3 separate regions of the Rattus norvegicus genome follow, and regions 2 and 3 are each linked to region 1. The links are chromatin contacts, called in public Hi-C maps. All regions are on one chromosome and are shown on one strand. The core of a region is the stretch at or near the end of the contact, and the rest is flanking DNA. Distances in the headings are between cores, read along the strand shown. Region 1 overlaps Mob3b (MOB kinase activator 3B). Region 2 has its middle 18 kb from the start of Mob3b. Region 3 overlaps Mob3b (MOB kinase activator 3B).

Evidence for each region. A called contact is a pair of places that touch in the nucleus more often than the background predicts.
Region 2: a contact with region 1 is called in a Hi-C map of liver, with 3 times the contacts expected there. The contact joins two enhancer-like sites. A contact is called at or near these places in 10 of 12 Hi-C or Micro-C datasets (the A7r5 cell line, Schwann cells, frontal cortex and 6 more) and 1 of 1 datasets of contacts at active chromatin or transcription factors (oligodendrocytes).
Region 3: a contact with region 1 is called in a Hi-C map of liver, with 4 times the contacts expected there. The contact joins two enhancer-like sites. A contact is called at or near these places in 3 of 12 Hi-C or Micro-C datasets (hepatocytes and liver).

The regions. Positions count from the first base shown.
Region 1 is chr5:54,345,154-54,348,360 of GRCr8, forward strand. The region is part of intron 3 of Mob3b (MOB kinase activator 3B); the gene reads right to left. Among named protein-coding and RNA genes, the nearest start is that of Cga, 63 kb to the left of the region's middle. Within about 2 kb of position 1,763, at least 5 of the 93 cell types and tissues checked have an H3K27ac peak or open chromatin away from gene starts, as enhancers often do. A contact at or near this core is called in liver, where this site is marked.
Region 2 is chr5:54,550,993-54,554,199 of GRCr8, forward strand. No RefSeq gene overlaps it. Among named protein-coding and RNA genes, the nearest start is that of Mob3b, 18 kb to the left of the region's middle. Within about 2 kb of position 1,584, at least 7 of the 93 cell types and tissues checked have an H3K27ac peak or open chromatin away from gene starts, as enhancers often do. A contact at or near this core is called in liver, where this site is marked.
Region 3 is chr5:54,482,924-54,486,130 of GRCr8, forward strand. The region is part of intron 1 of Mob3b (MOB kinase activator 3B); the gene reads right to left. LOC134486926 (a long non-coding RNA gene) reads left to right here. Exons shown (of 2, transcript XR_010066501.1): 2 at 1-2,003. Among named protein-coding and RNA genes, the nearest start is that of Luc7l3-ps2, 35 kb to the left of the region's middle. Within about 2 kb of position 1,633, at least 8 of the 93 cell types and tissues checked have an H3K27ac peak or open chromatin away from gene starts, as enhancers often do. A contact at or near this core is called in liver, where this site is marked.

The DNA of each region.
Region 1 (3,207 bases), core at 513-3,012:
CATGCCGAAATGATAACATTACTGCAAACAAATTTGCCAACAAAGACCTGGTCTAGTGAAACAAGGTCAGACATATTGCAATCTCACTTCTCTCCCTTGCTATTCACTCACATGAAGAGCATCACGTCTTAGGTAAAATGTCTGTTTTGGGGGACATTTTTTCTCTAACTCCATCACAGGATATATCCCACTCTTCCCCCCTTGAACAGCCACAGAACCCCTCTTCACCGGTCAAAGGTACAATGGTAATTTTAATATAAACGTATGTAGTCAATAATTACAGCGCCTTTTTAAAAAAAAATCCTAGCTAGTAATAATGACACAGAGAGACTGAGATTTATTTTCACCTTGAAGTACAATAACTAGGTATTATAAGTCCATTCTAATCCTCTAATCGAATCTGGCTACCTCAGCCAAAATGCCTGAGAAACTGGCATTTTTGTAATGGTCTAGTTGTCTGGGCTTCAGGTGCATTTTGCCTTGATGTCTCTCTGGAACTCTTCCTCATGTTGAATCCTCTCTTTCTCTCCCTCCTCCTCTGGCTGGCTGATGTGCTGTCCTATTCTTTCTATTGACTAGCCATTGGCCTTTCCAGATTTCATTGGCAAGGCAGAGACTAAATAGTGATCCTTGTTTACACAAACATGAGACAGGAGACTCTTAAGCCTTACAATGCTGTGTCTAGAATGTCAGATAGTAGGATTGGGGAACCAGCATTTGAATAATAGAAGGGTAGACTTAGAGTAACACTATGCCTACGGAAAAGCCTTTCATTTCTGCTCTTTGGATCATCCCAGGCAAGATCCTATGGGCTCTGCTGGCTGTTTGTCCTTGCATCCCCAGTGCCTGATAATCAGGGTCAATATGTGTTTGCGTAATCAAGTAACACATGGGTTCTCGGTCTCGTCATCTGTACAATGTACTGTGTTACTGAGTGGATCAAGGGAAGGTTAAATACATTACTATATGCATAGACTTAGCACATCTTAATTCCCTTCTCTGATCCTTTTCTATAGATGTGGTTTCAGAAACATGGACATGACATCAGTCACCCCTTGCTGGCAGGAAGTGGTTTGGGAAGAGTTTTCTGTTAATATCCACTCTGACATGGATCTGAAATGTAGAGGTAGAGGGATGTTGCTATGCAGGAGCAGAACACTCTTGACTGTAGCAAGGTGTGGTCAGCAAAGACAAATCAGAAAGAACCGTGCACCTTCTGCGAGGAGAGGAAATAACCACAGCAAACACAAGAGAAACCTACTGTTCCCACCTCAAGTTTCCAGTGGTTCCTGTGAACTGAGCACAGTGGTACAACAACTGTAATCCCAATATCTGGGGGGTGGGTGGGGGGTGGGTGGGAGTGGCGACTGAGGTTACCCTGGGGTTTAAAGAAGCAAGGACATGAAGATCAAAAACTAAAAGGTCCTTGTATTCTGAGTTAATGCTTGACAACAGATTGTGTATTTGAGAGGAAGAGGCTAAACAGGACTTCAGGTTTATAATTAACTCTAAATCGACTATGTGCAATGGATCAGTGCTCTGAAAGAAAGGAAGGGACTTTAGATAATAGCCCACCGAGGGCTCAGTGCATTGGGCAGCTGTGTCATTGTGTACATAGAACTCTGAGAGGGAACCACAACTGTCCGGCAAGAGTCTAGTCTCGGAGCTAAACTGGTTTCTATGAGGTGAACGACAGCCTGAGCAGAGAGAGGTTGTAAGAGGCCGAGGTCTCCCCTGCTCTTACGTGCTGCTCTGCAGGAGCGGCCCGCAACCCCTGGCTGCAGCCCTGAGAGATGAATGTGCACTGTACCGGAACTGTATAGGAACTGTACCGGAACTGTACCGAACCGTACCGGAACTGTACCGGAACCATACGGAACTGTACCAGAACTGTACCGGAACCGTACCAGAACTGTACCGGAACTGTACGGAACCGTACCGGAAATGGGGGAGGTTGGAAAAAGAAGGGTGACTCACTAAAGCCACACGGAGAGGGGCAGGTGTGGGATCCAAGCAAGCCCATGTGACTGTGAAGACCAGGGCTTTCCACATGGCATGGGCTGTAGCTGAAAACCTCTGAATCAGGAATAGATAGGCTCTTGAGTGATAACTTGGGAATGCATTGACTTATATATTAATTATAAATGGTTGCAGGTAATTCCTGAGTTTTCAAAACTGCTTGATTCAGCTAGGCTGATATCAATTTGAGTTATTAGTTGACACAGAGAAAAGCGTTAGGACAGTTAAGCTTAACACAGAAGAGTGTTTTTTTGTTTGTTTTTTTTTTTTTTTGAAGAGTGGGGGGGGAGAGAGAGAGAGAGAGAGAGAGAGAGAGAGAGAGAGAGAGAGAGAGAACACATCCAAAGTGCCTGAGTTAGGCTGTGAGGAGTTAGTAGTGGGGCTTTCTGCACCACGGTATGAGCCCCAACAGGCAGAAGAAAAACTGTTTCTGAGATGCATCTTTAATTCCTACAAGGAAACATGTTTTTAATGACAGCCCACAAACTGAAGGTCACTGTTCTTGGATCTAACCTTTGAAAATGTATAGGTATGGCCTGGTAAGACGGCTCACAGGTTAGAGTGCTGCCACCCCTGAAAAACGTTGTGGTCAGGACTCACATTAGTGGAGGAGAGAACTGACTCGCTCAAGTTGTCCTCTGACGTCCACACGCATGCCAGGCACAGGCCCTCTTTTCCTCTGACTGGGTTCCCCATCCAGCCTGAATGAGGGGATGTGTCTGGTCTTATTGCGCTGATATGCCATGTTTCCCTGATATCGCTGGGAGGCCTGCCTTTTCTGAAGGGAGAGGGGAGGCTGGAGGGTGGGGGTGGGGGTTGGGAGGAGAGGAGGAAGGGAAAACTGAGGTAAGGATGAGAGAATTTAACACACACACACACACACACACACACACACACACACACACACACACACACACACACACACGGCGGGGGGGGGGGCGCTCCAAGGCTGTATTCTACTTCTTTGCCACTTGGTGGCGCCATCAAACCATTTAAAGAGATTTTTCTCACATCACACTTTTCCTCACTGAACCCTCCTGAAGGCTAATCTAGTTTACCCAAAACCATTCATTCCTTCATTCCTTCCTCAAGGGGAGCAGGCTCAGTGTCTTTCTCACAGAGTGGAATGTAATATGTATAAGTCAGGTTACCAAAACCTGAAGAACGCTTAGGGTGATTTCTGCAGGG
Region 2 (3,207 bases), core at 334-2,833, 210 kb after region 1:
TGCAAACTATGTGGCTTACACATCTTAATATCTTGATGGGAACAGGAACAGGGCTCTGCCCCAGCAGATCCTATGTGGAATTTAGCTTTTAATGGTCACCACAGAACATCAAGAAAGAGGAATCACTCATTCTCTCCAACTGGTTCTTGACTCTCCCATCTAAAAATGACATGCATTCCTGATGCTATGTTGGCCAGAATCATGTCATGATGAGTTCTACTGTAAGGGGAAGTGCAATCCAATGTCCAGGTTGAGAAAAGAAGAAAAGCTTAGTGTCTTACTGTTCTACTGCTAGAAAGAGACACCATGGACATGGCAATTCTTATGAAAGAGAGAATTTAATTGAGGCTTGCTGACAGTTTCAGGGGTTTAGTCCATTACTGTCATGGAGAGGAACATGGTGATAGGTAGGAACATTGTGCTAAAAGAGCTCCGAGAGTTCTACATCTTGATCCACAGGCAGTAGGAAGAGAGAGTGACACTGGGTCTGGCTTGGACTTTTGAAACTTCAAAGCCCTTGTGAGTTACTTCCTCCTCCAAGGTCACACTTACTCCAACAAGGCTGGCCACACCTTCTCAAGTGGTGCCACATCCTAATGACTAGGCATTCAAATATGTGAGCGTATGAGGGTCATTCTTACTCAAGCTACCATAATGAGTGTTTGTGGGAGCGTCTAGCATGTCAGTGCAGCCATTTAACCTGTACTGCAGTGTTCTGTTTACCCTGGGTATATGCACTTACAGAGGCTGTTATGAAGGTTAAATTAAAAAGACAAACGTCCATAAAGCACCTGGCACATGGCTATGATCAGTACCTGAACCACGTACAGGTTGTTAACTTGACTCTGATCTTTTTTCATACCTGAAATACATTGCCAAGATTTACCCCACTTTTCCCCATAGTTGTGGGTTATTACAAATACTTCAGAAGTGTCTGTCCTTTAAGAAAAACAATGGTCCCTTTTCTCGGAGTCTCTCCCAAAGTTTTTTCATCCTAAAACTTGGAAATGGCACAATGCTTCCCACATTAAAGGGAGCTGAATGCATTCAAGAGTAAGAAAATACTTCGAAGGAGCGCTTTACAAATCTAAATTATGATTGCACTCCTTATATATAGCAAATATTGTTCTAGTACCCAGACTCGGTGTAAGTGCATTAGAACATTATGGGCTTCAGTAGAAAGAACATAATGCTGTCATCATGCTCGGACAACAGGGGCTGGGTATGTGGTATTATAATACTCTGGGCTCTGCTGGCTCACTGTGTTATTACAGTTTCAATGGAGCCATTATCTTGTTAACGGCACACACGGTGGAACCTGCAGGGGCTTCCTGTGACTTCCTGAGAGTGCCCACACTCTGGCTTTCCCCAGGGAGTGCTGTGGCCTGAGGTACATGCCATCCTGCCTACTTCCGCCCTCCCCACACCTGCACTAGGCTGCTCAAGCATTTTCAGTGTGCGGTCCTAGATCGTCTGTCCTGGTGTTGGTGCCTCCGTCCCCTTAGTCTTTAGTCGGTGTTCATTATTTTTGCAGAATCTGGGCAAGAGGCTCTTAGTGTTCAGCAAGTGACTCAGTGCATGTGGGCCCTGGGGCTGTTTACATTCTCAGGAACTGCTATTGCAAAACCCCAAAGTTTATTTTATGTAGTGAGGTTATTTTTGCCAGATGAATTAACTTGGTCAAGTTATTTTTAAGGTTTTTTTTTTTTTTTCTTAGCTTCCCTAGAGAAGGTCTAGACTCTTTGTGTGTCTAGAGGGGGAAAAGAGCTGAGTCTGTTTGATGAAAGTTAGAGAAAAGGTCCTGCTGAAGTAGATCAAAGGTTCTCAGCAGTGAACGACAACAACAAAACCAAACCAAAGCAAGCCATGTGCACGAGTGCTGGGAGAAGACGCTCCGTAGCTCCGAGTAGAATGGCTTAACTGGTCCATCTTGAAGTGTGCAAATGCATCTCCAGCTGCTCCAACAGATGTGCAGGGGAGGAAGCCCTTCCCCTGCATCCAGAAGGAACACCTAATACTACCGACCAGCACCACCACAGTTGGCAGCAGGGAATCTTAGAGCCAACAGAAAGCTAAACTTTGTACCCTCACCTGGGGCTAAAAAGGCCTGAAATGACACATCAAACTACCTTGCAAATACCTTTAACAACTGATTTTTACATAGAAACTTAGACCATTTTAATTTTTAATTTTTGTTTTTAATGTTTTTAAATGTGTGTGTGTCTGTGTGTGTGTGCATGCGAGCGTCCGCGCACAAGCGCGTGCCAGCACACATGCTTGCACACAAGTGCCCGGCCTGAGGAAACAGAAGTGTCAGACTCATTTTGAGCTGACCTTACAGGCAGCTTACATTGTGAGCCCCAGATGTGGTGCTGGCTGATCTCCAGATCTCTGTGAGAGCAGCACACATTCTTACTTGAGTCCTAATAACTTACACTTTTTTATATATGCGTATGTGTGTAGGGATGGGGGTGGGTACATTGTACAACTTGCCTGTTCTAGTTCTTTCCTCTGACCCCATCAGACTGGGTATATAACTCAGGCTGTTAGGCTTAGTGACAAAAGTTTTTACCCATGGAGCCATCCTGCTGGCCCTGCAGATAACACCTTGGCCAGATTAGCATGGGCCTTGTACAAGGATGATTGGCAGCTCTGTGGCTTGTTCTATATCAGAAGAAAAAAAAAAGCAGCTCTCTCCCCTGCCTCTTTGGCAACATCATACATATACATTGGTCCCCTTTGAACCTCACTTTCCTATACCCCTCAACACATTTCCTTCCCACCTTCGTGTCTTCTTTCTATTTATTTGTGATGAGACAAAAGCTCAGGTAGGTATTCTAGGTTGGTTTTGAACTCACAAAGTAGCAGAGGATGGCCTAGGACTTCTGGTTCCCCTGCCTCCACCTCCCCATTTCTAGGATACAGATGTGTATCACTTTGTCTGTTTTTTCTTGTGTTGGGGATTCAATCTAGGACCTTTGTGTGCTAAGCAAACACTCTGCCGAGTTACATACCTAGCCCAAATTATTTAGCGTATAGGAATGGTGGTCCACACATTTATTCTTATCTCTCAGGAGAAAGAGAGATCTCTGTGAGTCCGAGCCAGCCTGGTTAACATAGCAGGTGCTGTATCGGCTAGAACTACAGAATGAGGTCCTGTCTTGAGGAAAAAAATGATAATTGTGGAAAAGCCTGCTTCCTGGAAAA
Region 3 (3,207 bases), core at 383-2,882, 140 kb after region 1:
ATCAGATTGCTGAGGATACAACTTATTTAAGTCATTAAACATGGAGAATTCGTGGTGGCGCACACCTTTGGATTCCAGCACTCGGAAGGCAAATCTCTGCAAATCCAAAGACGCCCTGGTCTATACAGAGAATCCCTGTCTCCAAAAACCAAAACCCAAAACAAACAAACAAACAAACAACAGGGTTGGGGATTTAGCTCAGTGGTAGAGCACTTGCCTAGGAAGCGCAAGGCCCTGGGTTCGGTCCCCAGCTCCGAAAAAAAGAACCAAAAAAAAAAAAAAACAACCAAACAACAACAACCAAACCAAAACAACAACAAAAACATGAAGGAATCAAGCTTCTACCAACTAGAAGCTTCACCCTACTGGCTAATAGTCATGGTGCTGGAAACTATTTTACATGCTACACGAGAAAATCTGTATCACCTAGCTGCAAACTTTGAGACCGACAAAAGTGACCTCCTGTCTGCAAGATACACTGGTGCAACAACAAATGTTAAGGGAGTAACCAACAACTTCTTGAAGCCATTTTTTTTTACAAGTCCTTTTATTTATGTTTGTTGCATTAAAAAAAAAAAACCTTTCATGTATATGCATGTACACACGAAGGCTGGTGTGCACACTAGGACACTGTGCGAAAGTCAGAGGACAACTTACAGGAGTCATTTCTCTCCCTCCACCATGTGGGTCTGAGGTATTGAACTCAAGCTGTCAGGCCTCCTGGCACCTCCAGTTGAATCTCTACGCAGTGTACATAAAGATCTGGTGGTTTTAAAGAGACCACAGAAAAATACCAGAAAGTTTCTCAAGATTGAAGTAAATGTCTACAAATATGATAATTACTTCTTTGCTAAATCTATTTTTTAAAAATATTTTATTTTATATGAAAATAATTCTTAGGACAGTTTTCTTCTTTCTTCTTTCTTTTTTTTTTTTTTTTTAAGAACTCTCTATTGTATAACTCTGGGGAAATTTGAGCCAATTATAAATTGCATGAGCTACTTACAGTCAAATGATTTCAAAAAGCAAATAATAAACACGCTTTTCATGGCCTGAAGCAAAAAATTACACTTAATGTGGGGTGTGGGCAGATGCTGATATGTTTGGAATGTGCGTGGGTAGAAAGGGACCTAGGGCCTCAGAAAGTCTCGAAGATCTGGTCCCCTTTGTGGTTTGAGGGTACGGTGGTGATGGAGAAAGTACAGCAATGCCAGGCTACCTGGCCACTGTCATGGCGGAGGGGTCATGGCGGAGGGGTCATGGCGGAGGGGTCATGGCGGAGGGGTCATGGCGGAGGGGTCATGGCGGAGGGGTCATGGCGGAGGGGTCATGGCGGAGGGGTCATGGCGGAGGGGTCATGGCGGAGGGGTCCACGTTCAGTTCTCCACCCTCCATGCAGTATTCGATAAAGTTACAAAGCCTAGGAAACACCATGCATGCTAGATTTCTCTCAGGGCTGGGCGAAGAATACTTTCCAATCCAAGTTCTGGTGAAAGGAGGGGCCTGTACGACTTAGGGGCAAGGACAGAGAGCAAAGTCTTTCAGGGCAGACAGGGTACAGGCGAGCTGAGCGCAGAAGGCTCAGGCTGAGTTTACTTCCCACTAGATCCGCTAGGGGAAGTAAATGGTGCCCATGTGGGGAACGCTACCTGCAGTTCCTAAGGAATGTTCTTTTGCAAAGGCATGGCCTGTCAGGCCTGTCTAGGGAGTGGGCTGAAATCGGGCGAGGATTTATGCATACTTGTTTGTGATGTGGAGAAGAAGGGGTTAAGCCTAGGAAAGTTCAGTCAAAGCCTCCTGGAGTTTCACAAAACTATAGGGGCAGAAAGACATAGGAAGTGGGCATTTCTAGGCTTGCACCAGTGAGATGGAGTCAGTGGAAAGCACAGGGAAATCCTTTCTTGACACACACACACACACACACACACACACACACACACACACACACAGAGAGAGAGAGAGAGAGAGAGAGAGAGAGAGAGAGAGAGAGAGAGAGAGAGAAAGGAAGGACCTAAAGAACTGAAAAGCAATTGCTATTATCCAGTCTTAGACTCACCCTCCCCTTTCCACACTAAAGGGCTGTGGAGTAGCCTCCATAGGCAGTGGTCCCAGGAACATTCTGTTGCTCCCAGCATTCCTGCTGCTTTTCAGGCCCGTTCTTAGCTCCCGGCTCTGCACTTACCCTGGGAGCCTCCCTCTCTCCTCACCTGTACTCTCAAACCTCAGGATCCAAAGCTTCCTCAGACTTGTTCCGTAGGTACCTCATTTCCAGGTAGGGGCTCCCTCAGGTCCCACTCAATGAGTTCCAAGCGCACAGTCTATCTGAAGTACTTACTTGCCCTGGGCATGACTGTGGGACTTAACCATAAGGGTGACCTTTAAACCTGAGTGAATGGAATGTGACTGTTGTTAGCCTTTAACCTTGTCAGCACAAAAGCCGTCCAGGAAAATCAGCATCGCCCCAGTTTCGTTTTTTAAACAGACCACTCCTCCGAGTCCTGGGCTGGCGGTTTCTATTGCCAGGTGGACAGTTTCAGCCGGATGCCCCGTTGGTATTCGGTCTCACACAGTGGTGAATCTTAGGTGACAGCGGGAGATTGCAGCAAATCATTTGTACATATCTCTTACTGTGTACTATTAACTTATTTAATCCTCAGAGCGCCTATGAGGTGTTATTAATAATCCTGGGTTATAGATAACAAAACTGAGGAAGTTACATAGTCTAGCCAAGGTCGCTTCAACAGAGAGCTGCAGAGACGGGACTCTAACATAATCGATCTGGTTCCACAGTACAACCCCTGCTGAGCAAAACCAAGCGCCAGCTCTAACAAAGCTCCTTCCCTCTTCAGGAGCAACAATCTCTGGTTTAACGTCTGCCATTGCTTGCACTGCTTGACATTGACCCTCTCTGCGCCTCACAAAGATCCAGTGAAGGGAGAGGTTGGGAAGGTCATCCTACAGAAGCAGGAAGGGGACTTGAGTTAGGTAACTCCCCTGCCGACCCGAAATCTCCCCACCTCCCTGTGCTCTCCATTTTTGGGGTTTAAATCTCGGCCTGCGTCCAAGCAGAACACACAAAGCCAACATGGTTCCACGTGAAAAGGTTTAATGAAAGAAGAGTAGAAGAGGGGAGAAGCAAAGGAGGCTGGCCATGAGCATGTGGAGGAAGGGGGCAGGGGAATGGGGAGAGAAAGGACAGGGACAATG